Linked DNA regions of Canis lupus: region 1 is linked to region 2. The links are chromatin contacts, called in public Hi-C maps. All regions are on one chromosome and are shown on one strand. The core of a region is the stretch at or near the end of the contact, and the rest is flanking DNA. Distances in the headings are between cores, read along the strand shown.

What was found. A called contact is a pair of places that touch in the nucleus more often than the background predicts.
Region 1: a Hi-C map of blood shows a contact between it and region 2, with 3 times the contacts expected there. The contact joins the promoter of CDON here to the enhancer-like site in region 2. A contact is called at or near these places in 2 of 9 Hi-C or Micro-C datasets (blood and skin fibroblasts).

The regions. Positions count from the first base shown.
Region 1 is chr5:8,465,657-8,470,396 of UU_Cfam_GSD_1.0, reverse strand. It overlaps CDON (cell adhesion molecule-related/down-regulated by oncogenes), which reads right to left and starts at 1,679. Exons shown (of 19, transcript XM_038535707.1): 1 at 1,561-1,679.
Region 2 is chr5:8,351,704-8,356,255 of UU_Cfam_GSD_1.0, reverse strand. No RefSeq gene overlaps it. Among named protein-coding and RNA genes, the nearest start is that of RPUSD4, 20 kb to the right of the region's middle. Within about 2 kb of position 3,050, at least 2 of the 20 cell types and tissues checked have an H3K27ac peak or open chromatin away from gene starts, as enhancers often do.

The DNA of each region.
Region 1 (4,740 bases), core at 430-2,929, 120 kb before region 2:
CAAAGCATCCCAAGTGAGTTACTACACAAACAATAGCACAGTACCTCTAGTAACTGATTTTCCTGGTTGACTAAACTATTCAAACAAAGACAGATTTCCAAATACTATATCCGAGTTTTTGCATGAAAGTTAAACAATATACACTTGTGTGTGTGTGTGTGTGTGTGTGTTTTTATAGAAATATAAATGTTTCTGCTCTACCCACTGCCAAGCACACACCCAGGGCACGTCTTTACAAAATGAAACAGGTTTTCTCCATCCTTCTCATATAACTTCAAGTATGAGGCAGTTTATTTCAACATGTGCATAACAGAAACTACAGTATTTGGTGCCTCTCTGGGTTCCTAAGAATGCTTTCTAGTTAAGCACTAATTTAAAATTTCCAGAAAATTTTTCTTTCATCTTGTCCTAAAAGCTGAACCACGACCCCACCCCACCCCCAATTTCAGCTAAAATAGACTACTTTTCAAAAATGAGCTACAAAATGTCCTAGAATGCTTAGAACTACACTGAGAATAATCCCATTTATTTTCCGGCTCCTGCTTCCCACCTTTTCCTCCTTGACACAGCCCTTTAGGTATATGCCAAGTGTCAGCTGGGGAGGCGGAGGGCCACGGTATCAGCGAGGCACAGCGAGGCACGGAAACAGAACTGGCTTCTCTCACTTTTGGCCACTGCCCGCTGAGAATGAATCTCCTGTTAGCTTCGGGTTCAACTTTCTGTTTCTCAAAGTGTCTGCTTTAGGACACACAGAGGCTGACCTTCCGTTGACGAGGTTCCCCTAAACTCTACATCTCCATCGGAAAGCTGCCTTGCCCTGAAGCACCTGCCACCCTCTGGTCGTCCTGACCGAGGAAAGGCAGGCACTTCTGGAGAAGAGCTCCTTTTGCAGAGCCTTCCACCTGACTTGGTGGGGTGAGGGAGAACAATGAAGGCGAGGGCGAGAGAGTCATCTATCCTCCTCAAGTGATTTATTGCTCAAATCCCTAGATGCGGAGAGAAAGCAACAAAGGTCTGGAAGCTGCAGACCGAAATAAATAGCGAGCTGTAATGCATTTAGCAAATGATAATGCAATCCACAGAAAGCTTTACGGAGGGGAAGGAAAAATGCACTCCCTGGGGCTGGGAAGTCGCTGGGTCTGTGAAGGCAGAGAAAGATACATTGTGCAGGACATTTCTCTCGCTTCTCCCCGCACATAAATCACTGTCTCTCGCGGGCGCTCTGCGGGATGGAGGCGAGAGAGGCGAGGGACCCCGCTCCCTCGGGGAAACGTGCTGGCGCCCCCCCTCGCGGCGCCGCCGGCCCTCACCTGCCCCGCGGGCCTCGGTCAGGGGGCGGGAGCGTGCCGCTGACACCTCGGCCCGCCCTCCCTCCCGGCGGCTCCGGGCCCCGGGACGCCGCCCGCCGCCGCCCTCCCCGGAGCGCGCGGAGCCCGGGACCCCCACGGCCGCCCGCGCCCCAGCCGCGCGCCCCGCGCCCCCGGGCTCCCCGGCCCCCGCCCTCCCGGGCTGCGGCGCGCCCCCCCGCCCCTCTCGGCCGCGCGGACCCCGTCCCCGCACCTCCTGCGCGGCGGCCGGCTCCCAGAGCCACCCCCAGGTCATGCCCCGCGCGCGGGCGGCGGCTGCGGCGGCGGCGGCTGCGATCCGAGCGGGGCCCTCCATGCACCGAGCGGGGCGGCAGGAGCGCGCGGCGCCTCGCACGCCGGGGCGGGGACGCAGGGCCGGGCGGGCGGGCGGGCTGGCGCCGGGTCCCCGCTCTCCGCGCACCGAGCCGCGCGAGCCGGGCACCCGGGACTCGGGGGAGGGGAGCGGGGGGGGGGGCGGAGGCCAGCGGGGCGCGCCCCCGCGGCCGCGCTCCTCTCCGCCCAGGCGCGCGGCGCGTCCCCGGCGGGCGCGGGGCCAGCGAGCTGCACGCGAGGAGCGGGAGGAGGGAACCGGGCCGGGGGGTGCGCGCGCAGCCTGCCAGATCAGCGGCGGGGGGGGGGGGGGGGGGCCGTACCAACCTGCGGGGGGGGGCTCTACGCAGGACCGTCCCCTTCCCGCGCGCTCCCGGGGAGGCCGCCCCGAGGAAGGTCGAGCGCGGTCTCGGCCTCGGTTTCGGGTAGTGAGGGGGAGCCGCCTGGGCCGCCACGGAGGCTCCGGGATGCCCGCGCGCTCGCCCTGCTTCCCCTCGCGCCCCCCCCCCGGCAGAGGCGGCACTTCGGCCGGCCCGCGGGTGTCTCCGCGCTCCCAGGCCCCGCCCCTCGCGCGCTACCTAAGGGCTCGGTGGGGCGCGCCCGTCCAGCCCGCTCTTGGCGGCCGCCTGGCCCCTGCCTCCGGCTCGCAGCCGCCCGCGCGCCTGTGGCTCCTGCACCTTTCCAGCACGTTCTGTGCTTACCCTCGTGGGCGGCCTCGCACCGCCCTGCATCCCCATGCACGCGAGCAGGTAACAAAACCCAGAGTCCAGGAGAGGCTCAGTGTCACCTGCCGAAGCTCACGTGGCCTTTGGCCCCCGGAGTCTTCCCAGCTCGTCCTTTGGACCTGCCTCAAGTTATTTGATTTCACTGAACCTCAGTTCAAACAGAAAAAGGGGAAAATAATTTCTGTTTAAAGGTCGTTGGGAAGCATAAGTAGGATACTTGGTGAAAAACACCTGCCACTCACTGGGCATTGGAGCACATGTGACTTCTATAAAATTATTATTATTATTATTATTACTACTAGCAATTCCTTTTTTTAAATCACTATAATTACTTATTATGACTTTAATTATAAAAGGAGACCTAGTGATACTTGAAATTCAAAAACAGTACCGGGGTGCCCGGGTGGCTGAGTCTACTAAGCTGCGGACTCATGATCTCAGCTCAGGTCCTCATCTCAGAGTGCAGGTTCAAGGCCCTAGTTAGGGTCAATGTTGGAGGTGGAGCCTACTTAAAAAAAAAAAAAAAACCCTCAGTGCTGAACTTCAGGAAAATATGCCAATCTCCCCAACCTTCTTCCTTTTTTTTTTTTTTTAATTTTTATTTATTTATGATAGTCACAGAGAGAGAGAGAGAGAGAGAGAGAGAGAGGCAGAGACACAGGCAGAGGGAGAAGCAGGCTCCATGCACCGGGAGCCCGACGTGGGATTCGATCCCGGGTCTCCAGGATCGCGCCCTGGGCCAAAGGCAGGCGCCAAACCGCTGCGCCACCCAGGGATCCCCCCAACCTTCTTCCTTAAATTCCACAAAGAAATGCTTTGAAAGCGATGGTGTTTTCAGCTCTTGCTCTGTCTAGGCTCTTTGTAAAAGCATTAGATCCTAAGAAAGTCATTTTAGGGGGGACAAATGAGCTGTGACTCTAGTTTGTTTCCCATTGTCCTATTTTTTACTTTAAATCATAAATCTATATGTTATTAACTTAAGGCATAGCAAATGAGTTTTCATTCGGCAAATAAAACTTATAAACACTGAAGGTTAAACTGGGAGCATTTTGTATGAATAGAATGGAAGTCTGGCAGGTTTCTGGCACTCTGTAGGAATCCTAGCTGTCCGCCACCACAGCACTTACAACTACAGACACTTCGAGATTCCTCTCTTGCGGGGCTGCATCGACTCTGGGCACCCCCAGTGTTGTGGTACCACTTGACTATCGTTCTGCCTATTGTTACTCATAATCAGATTGAGAAATAATCACGATGTTCGTTGATATGGATTACTCTCTGGCTTGTTCATAAAGTGGAGAAATCATTTTAAATATAAAATAGTATTTTAGGGCACCTGGTTGGCTCAATCGGTTAAACATCTGCCTTCAGCTGAGGTCATGATCCCAGGGTCCTGGGATCAAGCCACACATTGAGCTCTCTGCTTGGAGGGGGGCCTTCTTTTCCCTCTCCCTCTGTGTGCCGCTCTGCCTATTTGTGCACTCTCTCTCCCTGTCAAAAAAAATAAACATAAATAAATAAATGAAATAGTATTTCATTAATGGATCACTCGTTTACTTGTTCAACATTAAACATTATCGAGCACCTCCTCTATGCCACTGCTAGGCAAAGAGGTACAAGGAGAAATATGACACAGTCCTAAGCTTCAAAGAGCTAGCAATCTAATTGTGATCCAGACACATAAATGGGTAAATACACTGGGATGTTTTCAATGCAATGAACAGGGAGCTGTGGAAGCACAAGGGCAGTGTTGCTAATGCTGCCTGGAGTTCAGGAGAAGGGGAAGATGGCTTGTCAAGAAAGGCTTCCCAAGAGAAGTGACCCATGAACTAAGTCTTAAAGGATAGAAGGAGTTGGCCAGATAAAGGCAGAGGAGTGGAAGCGCAGTTTGGTAGAGGGGACATTATGAATAAAGGCATAGAGTGAGAAACAAAGCAGCCCACAGGAACTGCAAGCTCTTCTTTCTGGTTGGAGCATAAGGAGCTCCATAGGGATTGGTAAATGAAAGCACTGCAGAATGAAGCTAATGCCAAATCACAGATGGCCATGCATGTCTTGCCAAGAAACTGGGACTTTATCCTGTAGGCAATGGAGAGTCAATGCAGGATCTTAAGTGGGAGTGTGATATGGTCAGATTTGTGTTTAGAAACATCACCTGGCTAGCAGCAGTGATGAGGATAGACTGAGGGTGCCAAGTCTGAGATCAAAAAGTTTGGAAGCTTCAGAAACTACTATCAGGACAGTCCAGTTGGGTCAAGAGACTGCACTAGGACAGGGAAGAGAAGGGAGATTCTAGAAACAAGAAGGAAGTTTGGCATCACTTGGAAACTGAATCCATG
Region 2 (4,552 bases), core at 1,801-4,300:
GAAAGAGCTGGGCCGACACCCTGGGCCCAGCACCTCGGTCCCCAGAAGCTTGAGTTCAGTGATTGGGGAGTCAGGCCAGAAGGCCCAGGAGGACTCGGGGCCTGGGCAGTTCTGGCCCGAGGCTTTTCTGCCCCTCTCTGGTGGGGCTCAGCTCCCACAGAGGCTCAGATGCTCCTGGGACAGGCCTATGTGGGGTCCTGGGGGTCACCCAGGTGCCCACCCACAAGAACACCTCCCATCGGTTTGCACACTTCCTAACTGGCCTCCAGCACCGGGCAGGCTGGTCAGCATCTGCCCAGCAGAAAACCGAGAGGGCAGGACAGGGGAGGGCAGACACTGGACCAACGTCAAGATAGTCACTGTCATCAGGTTCACCTTGAAGCCCGTCCCTGTCCTTATCCCCCCCAGGACAAGCTCTCCAGAGCAGCCTAGTACCTGGCCCTGAGCAGGTGCCATGCAAGGTCAGGGAGAGACAGTGCGCTGAGTCCGGGTGTGAGGAGGCAGGACAGGGACAGAGCCCCCTGACAGGAAGCAGCCCGTGACCAGCTAGCTGGTCAGGTGCACACAAAAGCTGCTGTGTCCCCAGCTGCCCCCTCCCCCCAGCAGGCCCTGGACCCTACCCTGCCAGGCCCGTCTTTCCCAGGTGTCCTGAGCTGCCTGGCCTTGTCAGCAATTGTTAGGACAGGATACCAGCACTGACAGCTCTTATTCATGCTGCAGAGGTGAGGACAGCTTAATTCCCTGACCCAGACACAGGGCTGCTTGCCAATAGGTGTGGGGCCACCGCTGACCCCTGCCCTTCCCTCCCTGAACGGTGGGCACAGGGACAAAGCCTCTGATGTCCCTCATGCCCCAGGGCTCCCCCCTCTCCTCTCCCTCCTCCTCTGCCTCCCCTTACCCTCTCCCTGCACCAAATAGCAGGCACTGGTAGCAGCTAAATTGCCCAGGGATGAGTGATGTTGGGTGCTGGGCTCAGGGGGATTGGGGGTGGGGTGCAGAAAGCAAGCTCAACACAGCAACCTCGACCCTCCCCCCCCCGCCGAGGTTGGGACAGAGAAAGGGTGTGGGGGGGTCCCTTAGCCCTGGTGTGCTGGGCTTCTCGCCCTCGGGTCAGGAGCCAACGAGCTCCGGCTTCCCGTGAGCACCTTTAGGCCACCCCACGCTCCTCAGGAAACCCAGGCCCGTGCTCTCCTGGGCACACACCTGCATACCTGCGGCCTGGGCACTGGCGGGTCGTCTGCCATGTTCTCTCCCTGCGTTCAGCATCTTCGGTGGACAACCCCATCAGGGGACACCTGCATTCTTCCCTGACCTCAGGAGCAGCTCCTGAGCTGCTCTGGAGGCTCCTCACATTGGTTCCTGGGACTCTGACCACTCAGGCGTTGCCTGGTGGCTCCTAAGTCAAGGCCTCCCCACGTCCAGCCTGGACTTCCAACGTCTGTCCATGGAGGGAAGAAGGGAGGACCTACCTCCTGCTCCCTTCCTACCTGTCTCTAAACTGTAGTAAGGATGGCACAGTTGGGACACCTGGGTGGCTCCATGGTTGTGCATCTGCCTTAGGCTCAAGACATGATCCTGGTCTTGGGATCGAGTCCCACATCCGGCTCACCACAGGGAACCTGCTTCTCCCTCTGCCTGTGTCTCTGCCTCTCTGTGTGTCTCTTGTGAATAAATAAATAAAATCTTAAAAAAAAAAAAAGGATGGCACAGTTGGGGCTGTTGTCACACACACCCCGGGGACTCTAAGAAAACATACAAATGGCCCAAAGAGCCCACCATGAGACCTGCCTCCTCTCCAGAACCACCACTGGAAATCTAAGGCTGCATCTGAAGTCGGGCAGCGATGTGCGGTAAGAAGGTGGGCCCAGGTCTCAGCCCCTCACTTCTGGGCCACAGGCAAGTTGCTTCCCTTGAATTCCTGGTCTCTGAAGTACCTACTTCAGGGAACCATTCTGAGGATTTGGTAAGATCACATAGAATACATGGCACGGTTGGCTGGGGCCTCTAAGTGCTCAGGATAAGCCAGTGGCCGTGGCTCTACCTGGAATGGCTGGAGTGATCACTCACCACCCAGGAGAGTGGCGGATGCCACCATCCTTCCAGAAGGTTCTATCTCCAATGACAGGCAAGACTCCTCAGTTGGATCCAAATACTGAGTTACTGAGGCACCTGGGTGGCTCAGTGGTTGAGTGTCTGCCTTCGGCTGAGGTCATGATCCCGGGTTCCTGGGATCAAGTCCCACATCAGGCTCCCTGTGGGGAGCCAGCTTCTCCCTCTGCCTGTGTCTCTGCCTCTCTCTGTGTGTGTCTCATTAATAAATACATAAAAATCTAAAAACAAAAAACAAGTAGGTTTCTGGAACTCCCAAAAGAAGAAAAGAAAGAAGGAGAAGCCTTCGGTCCAATCATCAGCCCTCTCCCTTGCTTTCTTTCCCTCTTTGGCTTTTCTTCCCTAGGCCAGAGAAGTCAGGGGATAGGGGAAGTCTGGTGTTTAACTCCAGAAACACACACACATACACACACACACACACAGGGAAACTTCTGGAAAATTCTGTAACTTTAGACAGGAAAAAGGCCAGACTCCAGGGCTGGGCCAGGATGGGCTGGCAGCCTTTCAGGCCTGCCTGGAGGAGGCCCTGGCGTGTGTGTGTGTGTGTGTGTGTGTGTGTACGCATGCATGTGACTCGGAGTTGCTCAAAGAGCTCAAAGGGGGCCAGTGGTTCTCTTCTCCTGCCTGTCCTCCTCCTTCCTCCCTGCCTGTTCCTCTCCTCTCCCTTCCCCCTAGGGGGGCGGGAACCCTCAGGAGTCGCTGAGCTACCTGCAGTGCAAGCCCATCACACTGTGACCCCGGAGGCCCCTCCGGCACCCGGACTCCCAGGACTCAGGCAAATGCCCTTCTCGGACTTTGCTGCCTGGGGTCATCGCCACAGGCTCCGTAGAATCAACCACAGCCCAAGCGGGTGGGTTGAGCCCCCATCCTAGGTGTCCCCGCGGTGCCTCTTGTCCCCCCAGAGAGGGCATGCGAGCAGGCCCAGGTCACAGCGTGGAAGGCAGGCCACAGGGCCACATGCAGGCCGCAGGTGCAGGACAAGGGGCACGGAGCAGCCCAGGGGCCCGGGCACAGACCTGGTGGCCCCAGAGACAAGGGACAGATGAAAGGGGCGACAAGACAAGCTGGTGTCTTCCTGTCTTCCCGTGGAAGCCTGAGATGGGAGAGGAGATTGTCTCCAGCAGGCCAAACCCCCGCCCTCACCTCCTGCTCCCAGCCTGACCTCAGGGCTCACATCAAAGCGGGGGCCTCTTCCCCTCGCCCTCCTCCCTGAAGGGGTCCAGGCCGCCCTGCTGGGGCCCTGTGTGCTGCTGACAGATAGGCCCTAATCGCTCCCAGAGTGCTGAAGGAAGGCTTGGGGCGCACACCCCCATGGTCAGAGCTGGTCTTTGCTGGCTTTCTGTGCGGGGAGGCTGCCCCCTAACCCGGTGGCCCACCGCCCACTCCCCACCGCCCTGCAGCTCTCCCTGGGCAGGCTGGGCTGGGCAAAGGGGGTGCCCCGTCGGCTCTGATGCTACAGTTCACAGGCCCACAGGTGCCGACAGAAGGCACAGGGCAGGGCGAGGGGCTTGGGGACCCCGAATCAGGGTCAGAGAGGCAGTGGAGGAAGAAGGGGTGAGGCCCCTTCTGGAGGAGCTTATCACCCAGGAGGAACAGAGGAGGGAGGAGCTCGCATGATCGATGATGAGCCTTAAAGCACATTATGGTAGCACAAGTTGCCAAACTCATTACCTCCCTTTTCCCTCCTCCCTTATTTATTAAATGATATTTCATCAGCCTGTTTTTATTAGTCAGAATCATACTTAACTATCAGTCGATGCTTGTGATCAAAGAGATTGAGACTGTTTACTGCTTTGAGCCAGAATAAAATCAGCCAAGGCCCCAGAACTCTTGACGTGTCAGCGAGGCTGTGTGACCACAACGTGGGTGAATGCGTGTTACCATTAGGCATTTTGGTGGCTGAGGACAGCTTGATGATACGTTGTTCTACATTTCTGTAACCATCCTGTAGTGCTCTTACAACTGGGTGTTTATGAATCTAAGTCTATTTCAAATTCACCAGGGGAGCCTAAACTCATGGTCTCCCTCTACTATTTCTCTCCACCGGAGAACAGAAAACTCCAGATTTTCTACTTTAAAAAAAAGCAGGGGACCGAGATTTACAAGATTGGGGTAACCAAAGCCAGTGTTCTCAGAAGGTTAAAGACAGCAAAAGTCTTCTGGAGGATGCTTGATTCTTGATTAAAACCTGTTCCTACTTTCAGAGTTAGCGCCGCTGGTGAGGAAGAAAGTCTGGGAGACTGTTCCCATCTGGTGGCCAAGTCAGAAACTGCAGTTATTTCTTTGCTCACATTAATACTGTAATAAAACTAAATTGTAACCTGTGAAATCATCAATATTTGACCCAGCACGACTTTCAAAAATGGAAATTGACCTCAACGGTTCCATGGGGGGCAAGAATAATCTTTCCAATAAATGGTGCTGGGGCAATGGGCTGCTGCCC